Linked DNA regions of Mus musculus: region 1 is linked to region 2. The links are chromatin contacts, called in public promoter capture Hi-C maps. All regions are on one chromosome and are shown on one strand. Each heading gives the region's core, a stretch centred on a gene start, on an enhancer-like site or on the middle of the called end of the contact. The rest is flanking DNA. Distances are from core to core; before and after follow the strand shown.

What was found. Promoter capture Hi-C pulls out the DNA fragments that hold promoters and counts their contacts.
Region 1: a promoter capture Hi-C map of liver shows a contact between it and region 2, with 5 times the contacts expected there. The contact joins the promoter of Mia2 here to the promoter of Prps1l3 in region 2. A contact is called at or near these places in 3 of 39 promoter capture datasets (hippocampal neurons and liver).

The regions. Positions count from the first base shown.
Region 1 is chr12:59,093,709-59,098,220 of GRCm38.p6, reverse strand. It overlaps Mia2 (MIA SH3 domain ER export factor 2), which reads right to left and starts at 2,630. Exons shown (of 30, transcript NM_001368839.1): 1 at 2,307-2,630. The coding sequence starts at 2,421. It also overlaps the pseudogene Rpl21-ps3.
Region 2 is chr12:57,228,946-57,233,406 of GRCm38.p6, reverse strand. It overlaps Prps1l3 (phosphoribosyl pyrophosphate synthetase 1-like 3), which reads right to left and starts at 2,995. Exons shown (of 2, transcript NM_001037746.3): 1 at 2,796-2,995. Mipol1 (mirror-image polydactyly 1) reads right to left here and starts at 2,982. Exons shown (of 10, transcript NM_001164370.1): 1 at 2,796-2,982.

The DNA.
Region 1 (4,512 bases), core at 1,381-3,880, 1.9 Mb before region 2:
CAGGCAGATCTCTGAGTTCAAGGCCAGCCTGGTTTATAGAGTGAGTTCAAGGACAGCAGGGTTGCACAAAGAAACTGGGGGGAGGCGGGGAGGGAGAACACTCACATATAAAATAAAATGAATACATTTTTTAAAATAACTTTTTAAAAAATCTTTTTAAATCTATGAATTAGGAGAGAAGATGCTGTACGACCTGCAGGTTGGAAGTGGGATATAGAAAGACATGATCAAAGCACATTTCAATGTATGAAATGACCAAAGAATGAGTAAAAAAAAATACTATTAAAATATAAAAAGCAGTATTAGAGGGAAAATTAAAGGATCTTTGCTATAAAATACCATGTAGTTGGCAGAGCATACTCTGGTATATGCCTTTAATCCCAGCACGGGAGCCAGGGGCAGGTTGATCTCTATGAGATGAAGGCCAGCCTGGTTTACAGAGGGACAGTTAAAGAAAGAAAGGAAGGAAGGGGGGAGGAGGGAGGGAGGAAGGGAGGAAGGGAGGAAGGGAGGGAGGGAGGGAGGGAGGAAGGGAGGAAGGAAGGAAAGAAGGAAGGAAGGAAGGAAGGAAGGGAGGGAGGGAGGGAGGGAGGGAGGAAGGAAGGAAGGAAGGAAGGAAGTAAGGAAGGAAGGAAGGAAGGAAGGAAAGATAAACGCACATGGTTTTTACTTATAAAAATATTTCTGCTGGGCAGTGGTGACACATGCCTTTAATCCCAGCACTTGTGAGGCAGAGGCAAGTGGATTTCTGAGTTCGAGGCCAGCCTGGTCTACAGAGTGAGTTCCAGGACAGCCAGGGCTACACAGAGAAACCCTGTCTCGAAAACAAAACAAACAAACAAAAAAACAAAAAACAAAAACAAAACAAAACAAAAATTCCTGGGGCTGGAGAAGTGACTCAGCAGATGGGAACACTGGCTGCTCCTCTAGAGGACCTGCATCCAATTCCCAGCACCCACATTGTGACTCATTGTCATTTGTGGCTCTAGTCTAGTCTAGTCAGAATGCTCTCTGGCCTCTGGGGCACCAGGCACACACCCAATGCCTTTACATGCGTGGAGGCATACACTAATACACACAAAACAGAGGTAAATAAATCATTAAATATACTTGCATGTCTTAGACATTTTTGTGTCACATATTGCATTTTAATTTACATTTTGCAAAATTAGACATAATTTTCATCTTGAAAAGATAGGAATTTTTTCAGGAACTCTAAGATGAGGATATCTTTTTTCCTGTTGTCCTTTTGAGACAAAGAACTCATTGTGTAGATCAAGCTGGCCTGGAACTAGAGCTCTGCCTACTTCTGCCTCCTGGTGCCATTATACTTGGCAGAATAAAATTATTTTGCAGTTATGTAGATACCAAAAAATTAAGTTCTTGGGGCTGGGGACATGACGAAGTGGTTAAGAGCCTCTAATCCTCTTGCAGACCCACGTTCAGTTCCCAGCACTATGTGGAAGCTCGTAACTGTCTGTAATTCAAGTTCCAGGGAATCCAATGCCCTCTTCTGGGTTCTATGAGCACTAGGCACATATGTGGTGTATGTATATGTATGTATGTGTGTGTATATATATATATATATATATATATACATACATGCAAAATACCCATATATATAAAATAAAAATAAACAAAGTAGAAATTAATGTCTCTTCATAGAGACTTAAGAAAGTTTCATATTAAATGTTATACATCATACACACACATTGAAACACTTATTTTAGCATTTTTACATAATAAACTGACACAAATGATTAGCATTTGATAAAATTTGGACATCTAAACAGTTTTCAAAATGATGGTTTGAAGTAAAAACATTTTGGGGGAAACTCATGAGAATCGGAAAGTTCTGATTGTGAAATAGAAACTAACCCATATGAGCTTCATCGACAGTGAGTTAACAAACTGCCCGATGGCTTTCCAAACAACTCAATTATCTTTAAAACAAAACAAAACAAAACAAAACAAAACAAAACAAAACAAAAATGGCTAAAAAGCTGGTTATTTAGTTTTTGACACACGAATTAATACTATCTCTACCATAGTTCTATCAGTGTAATTTTTGTCTTTATGCTTATGTTAACATATAAATTATTAAATTTATTAAATGTGTAAAATTTATAATTATGCTGCCACAAAATGCTTTGCTTCTAGAATTCCCTTTTTCGCCTGAAGCTATACTTTATAATTCAAATAGCCATCAATACTACTAACATTGACTTTTTGCCCCACAAGTTCACCGTGAGATTTAATGTGATTTTAGAACTCAGTGTAAGAGAGAATAAGAAAAGCGAACTTACTTTCACATTCCAAGTCACCACACTTCTTAAGGTGTGCCAGCAACTTTGTACCCTCCAGACACTTGGCCAGAGAAACAACCAAAAGAAGGATTCTTTGAACACTGACTTCCGCCATGCCTAAACAAGCCACCAAGGATCCTGGACAAGCGTTAGAATGTTAGGCGGCAGGCATGCCAGAAAAACAGCCCATGCGACGCTCCCTTCCGTAGCGCAAGAGGAAAAAGCTGTGTATTCTTCAATCCCTTCGTAGCTACATTTTCCCGATGGGGCGCTGGCCCAGCTTCAGAAATTAACACTCTCTGGTCTCAGTCTGCAGAGTCAGGTAGCCGGATGATACCGAAGGGCTTAATAATTAACAGGGGTTTTAGCCGGACCAATGTGTTATAAAGTAGCCCATGTGAAACTGACTCACTTAAAGGCACCCTGTGCTCGGTCTGACGGTTCTTAAGCCTCCAAAGAAGGTACCTCAATCTCTGCCACAGTCTTCAGGCAGATGAGTCAATGAGTACAAACCAAATATTTACTACATGCAGGTTCTACCTTCAAAAGAGAAGGTATAGAGCCAGAAAATAGCTCAGTTAATAAGTACTCTTATCATGAAGCCTGATAACCTGAGTTTAATATTACCCAGGACCCACTTGGTAAAAGGACAGACTTGATTCCAGAAGTGGCAGTCTGATCTACACTCATTCACACACACACACACACACACACACACACACACACACACACACACACTCACACCGACTGACAGAAAGGGTATATGTGTAAATGATAAATGTAATTTTAAAAGTTAAACGCATAATCAAAAATGAATTTATTGTTTTTGGGGGAAAAAACTTCAAATACATTAACCAGAAACAATTGCCATACCTGTGACATTAAAAAGAAGATGTATAGTTATATAAAAAGCATTATCAATTTATGTCAAAAGTATGATTTTGAAATATGATGAAATTATCAGAAAAGCTATTCCTTTGGGTATGTTAAAAAATCTTCAGTGTTGTTATGAAGTCACAGTTAGAATAATAGTTAAAACATAATAACTATTACTATGATCCACATATTATTTGAAGTGCCTAGATAATGTGAGTAGTTCTTGATGTGATCTCAACTTTACACCAGCTCTCTGGGACCGGTGACATTATCACCTTAATATTTGCACATAAGCCACAGTAGACACAGGCTAAGCTATCCAATATCATGAAGTGAGTGAAGAATAAATCTAAACGTAGGTGCTGTGGTAGAGCAACACACAAGCTACTGTGTGTTTTTAAGTCATCTCTTGTGAGAAAACAGAAATAGAGAGTTATTCCACACATTAAAAATTAAACGTGGCTTTCGGCCGCCGCAGCCATCTTCCAGTAACTCGCCAAAATGACGAACATAAAGGGAAAGAGGAGAGGCACCCGGTACATGTTCTCTAGGCCTTTTAGGAAACATGACGTTGTTCCTTTGGCCACATACATGCGAATCTACAAGAAGGGTGATATTGTAGACATCAAGGGAATGGGCACTGTTCAAAAAGGAATGCCCCATAAGTGCTACCGCGGCAAAACCGGAAGAGTCTACAATGTCACCCAGCATGCCGTGGGCATCATTGTAAACAAGCAAGTTAAGGGCAAAGTTCTGGCCAAGAGGATCAATGTGCGGATTGAGCACATCAAGCACTCAAAGAGCAGGGACAGCTTCCTGAAGTGGGTGAAGGAGAACGACCAGAAGAAAAAGGAAGCCAAAGAGAAGGGCACCTGGGGGCAGCTGAAGTGTCAGCCTGCACCACCCAGAGAAGCACACTTTGTGAGGACTAACGGAAAAGAGCCTGAGCTGTTGGAGCCCATTCCATACGAATTCATGGCCTAATGTACACAAAGAAATAAAATACCAGCACAAAAAAAAAAAAAAATTAAACGTGTATTTCTAAAAGTGGAGGGAAAGTGAGATGAGAAAATTCTGAAAATGTTTCCCTGAAGAGTGGAAATGTGATTTCAGGATGTATTCTCCTTTAGAGATTTCCTTAGTAAAAGCCAATAAGCATCTGTCATTTAAAAATAAGTTGTGAAAATCATTTTGTCATTTGAATGTTGCTATTGCTTTAAAAGGGTCAAAGTCCTATATTGGGAAATTCTGTTTAAGGGAACTAGATCTGAAGGTCCTTGGGTCCCAAGGTAGCACATTCCACTTCAGTGCCAGACAGAAATAAAACAAA
Region 2 (4,461 bases), core at 1,746-4,245:
TTCTCAACAAGACAAACTATTTTTTTAAAAAAAGAAATGAGACAAGGCTTTAAAACAAAAAGTATCACGAAAGATGAACTGAGTCACTGATAAAAGACGATGTCTGGCTTACAGAAAGATAGATTAATCATAAAGCTGTATACTATGAATAGCATGACCTCAAAAATTAGATATGTACATATACATATGTATGTATGTGTGCATATGTGTGTGTATATATGTATATGTGGATGGCTGGGTGGGTGTGTATCCAGGGAGAAATAGTCTTCATTATTACAAAAGGAGTTTTAACATGTAGCAAATTGTCAGCACTTATTACTACTAAAACACATTAGATATACAAATTGTTATTAGAGATTTGAGCAACAGCATTAATAAGGCACATATAAAACAATCCATCCACTGACAAATCCATATCACTTGTGCAGATATATTTTATAAACAGCTACAAACAGATTAGTAAGAAGTTTTAGTGATTATTCATTTGAATAAGGAATTAAAAAGTCCATGTTTTATATACTTCTTTCTATATGAATTATTTCACAATAAAGATTTTAAAAGTTATTATCAAGTTTTTTTCTATTTTTCAAAGTTCATTCCACAAGATAAAATACAAAGAAGGATTTTGAGCTCTTTGCCTTGTTGCCCTGGATGGCGATGGATGCTGACCCTCCACTATGTTTGTTTTTGGTCATGGTAGTCTTCAAAATCCTCAAGATAAAATACAAAGAAGCCCTGTGGGGTGGTGCCCTCATTTAATCCCAGCACTTGGGAGGCAGAGGCAGGATAATTTCCCTGAGTTCAAGTTCAGCTTGGTCTACATAGCAACTTCTCAAACAGCCAGACTCAAAAGAGAATGTCTTAAGAAAAAGACGGAGACAGATGTTGGTATGTTTAAAGAAGAAACAAGAAGAATATTCAAGATTATAAACTACAGTAAACTGAACCCTGTTATAGTCTAGTTATTTCTAAACTGTACACATATTACACATAATGAAAGCAATCTCAATGTACATACACAAATCTAATGCAGTACTTTAAATTTATACTATATCACATACCTATATATATATTAAAATTAAATTTCAAGACATAATTATACTTCATGAAAATGCAATAAATTGTACACAGGACTTAAGCATGGTTTTGTATGTTTATTAAGCTTTCAAACTTATCACACAAAGATTTTTATTTTATACTGTCTTTGAAGAATAATGTACATGTCCTATTCATATTTGTTTTGCCATTATTACTTTTATCTAGTGAAATAATTCATATTATCTCACTTTTACAAACTTTGCCTCCATTAAATAAATATATTGCTTGGGCTGTAGAGATGGCTCAGTGGTTAAACGCACTGACTCTTCCAGAAGTCCTGAGTTCAATTCCTAACAACTACATGGTAGCTCACAACCATTTGTAATAGGATCTGATGCCCTCTTATGGTGTGTCTAAAGAGAGCAACAGTTTATTCACATACATAAATCTTTAAAGTATATACATATATATATTGCTATATTATTTTCATAGGATTGGATCTAGGTTGGTTTCTTTCAATTTGACAAGACTACCATGACCAAAAACAAACATAGTGGAGGGTCAGCATCCATCGCCATCCAGGGCAACAAGGCAAAGAGCTCAAGGCTGGAACCTGGAAACAGGAACTGAAGCAGAGACCAGGGAGTAACCTTGCTTACTGGCTTGCTCTCCATAGCATGCTTGGTTTGCTTCCTTAACAACTGCGGTCCAACCTGCCTGGGGCTGAAAAAACCCAGTGATCTGGGCCCTCTCATATCAATCATTAATCAAGAAAATGTTCCCAATCTGATGGAGGCAATTCCTCCTTTAACTACCCTCCTCTCAAGTCACTCTAGTTTGAGGCACATTGAGGTACGGGATGATAGCCTATGTAATGATTATGTAACTAACTGTCCTTTGATGTGAGGTTCATTCCAGATGGCAATACGAAACTTTGCAAAGTGAGGTAACTCGTGAGACAGGTTAAAACTGTCCTTCTTTAGCTGTCTACCACCATCGGGAATTAACGGACATCAAAACGCTCAAGGAGCCCTTCCAAAGGCCTATTCTCTTAGAAACCTAGTCTATTCTTCTATCTTGTAGTGTCCAACTTCAAGTACTTCACCAATACCACTGGGTGGTGTCATCCTCCAGTTAGAAAAGCCAGCTCTTGGCCGGGCGATGGTGGCGCACACCTTTAATCCCAGCACTCGGGAGGCAGAGGCAGGCGGATTTCTGAGTTCGAGGCCAGCCTGGTCTACAAAGTGAGCTCCAGGACAGCCAGGGCTATACAAAGAAACCCTGTCTCGAAAAAAAAACCAAAAAGAAAAAGAAAAAAAAGAAAAGCCAAATCTTGAATGTAGTGAAGGCAGAGTTTGCAGCTGCATCTTACTAATGTAGGCGCCGGGCATACTGAACTACACTGGGGTTTTTGCTCGCACTTTGAAGGGTGAGAACTGTGAATCGCTCAAGTGTCCCGCAAAAGCACAGAGTGGATCCGCGGTCCCGCCAGGACTGAAACCCTAACTCGTCAAAGCTTAGAGGAAAAACAGCCCACACTTCCGAGTCATTGTTCGTCCCTTCTTAACTTTTGAAAGACTATGACGCCATGAGGCCGAAACCTGGAGAAGGAGCGGTGTTGTCACCTGAGGACGCCGCGACGCGGGCCACGCAGCGCTCCTGCACCTCCAGGGGCCGCGGCCGGAAGTCCCGGGCGGGCTGCAGGCCACCCTGAGGTTCTCCCCCCTCCCCCAGCCGCTCCCGGTCCACGCCGTTACCTGAGGAGCCGCGGGATCCTTAAGCGCCCACTCCGCTCGCGTAGTTGCCCGGTCCTGTGGCGCCGCCACCGAGGCAGCCAATCGTCGCGCGAAACGCTGCGCGTGCCCCTGAGTAACCAAAAAGAGCAGAGCGGGCGAGAGGAAGCGCGCGAGAGCACGCGGGGACGAGGCTGCGCGCAGCGAGCATGCGCGAGTCCGCTGGCTGCCGCGGGGCGGGGCGGGACGGGGCGGGGCTTCCGGCGAGCTGGAGGGCTCAAGGATGGTTCCGGGCTGCTGGAAAGGAAGGCGACCTCGAGGTCGCGTTCTGTGGGAGGAGCTGACAACCAGTGCGCGCTAACTGGGGAAATGTGTGGTTCTCGGGCTCATCCCATGGAGTATCTTCACTGGGCAGTGGTTTCCTTCTGTGCGCAGTGCTTTGCGGGGACAGAAGGAAAGGTCCTGCGAAGTGAGCCAGAGTGAGACTTAGACATCGGCCAATGGTTTCAGAAAAGCTTTAAGGCTGGTGACATTTTGACTTCAGGACTAGAAAGGGTGTACTCAGAATGTTCAATCGCAGAACTTAAAAGAAAGGGCTGAACGCCAGGGATATTTTTAAAGCGAAGTATAGGAGTAATGTGGAATTCTATTAGATGATATAGCTGATAATATTCGAATATTTTTCTCCTTTTAAAGAAAGAGAAGTAGTGTCCCTATGCTGCCCTATCTAATCTAGAACTCCTGCACCCCACCCTAGCCACTGATGCTCTGGTAATTTAGTGTTGAGCTATTGAAGTCACTCTAACTTATCTATTTATTGAGGGCATACTACATGCCAAGTAGTCTTCTGGATGCTGGGGTAACAGTAATAATAGTAATTTTTTACACCCACAGCAGAAAATTATATTTATTTTCTGAATTAATAGACAAAGTTCGTGAAAGACTTTATTTTGGCTTATAGCAATACGAGATCCGTGTCCACCATGCTAATAAAGGCAGGATGGCAAAGTGGCTAGCCATCCAGTCAAAAAACAAGAGAATAGAAAATGGAGCTGGGCTCTATAACCAAAAAGCAGTGACCCATTTCCTCTAGCAAAGGTTCACCTTTCAGAAGTGCCACATACTCCACAAAGTAGGTGACAGGAGGAATGAAGCATGGAAAAAAAGGATGAGATGACCAGATGGAAATTATTTGGAATAAATAGAGCATAATACTAAAAAGAAAAAGTTTCATTATTTATGTAACTAATGACTAGTACTAGTGACTTGTGACAGATTCAGGCTTTAAATGCATTTTTAAATTTTATTTATTACTTTACATTAGTCGGAGTTGAATCATATTTTTATGTAAACAAACCACCACTAAAAAAATATGATTATGGTGGTACACATCTGTAATTCTGAACCTTTGAAGAGTGAACGTGAATTCCAGGACAGCCTGGGATACATAGCAAAAGTTTCCAAAAAAGAGGCCACACTAACTTCTAAACAATGAGCCCTAGCAGGGCAGTGGTGGCACACACCTTTAATCCAGCACTTGGGAGGCAGAGGCAGGCGGATTTCTGGGCTCAAGGCCAGCCTGGTCTACAAAGTGAGTTCCAGGACAGCCAGGGCTACAGAGAAACTGTCTCAAAAAAACAAAAAAGAAAAAAATGAGCCCCCATAAAATGAAAAATTGTGTACTTTCAGT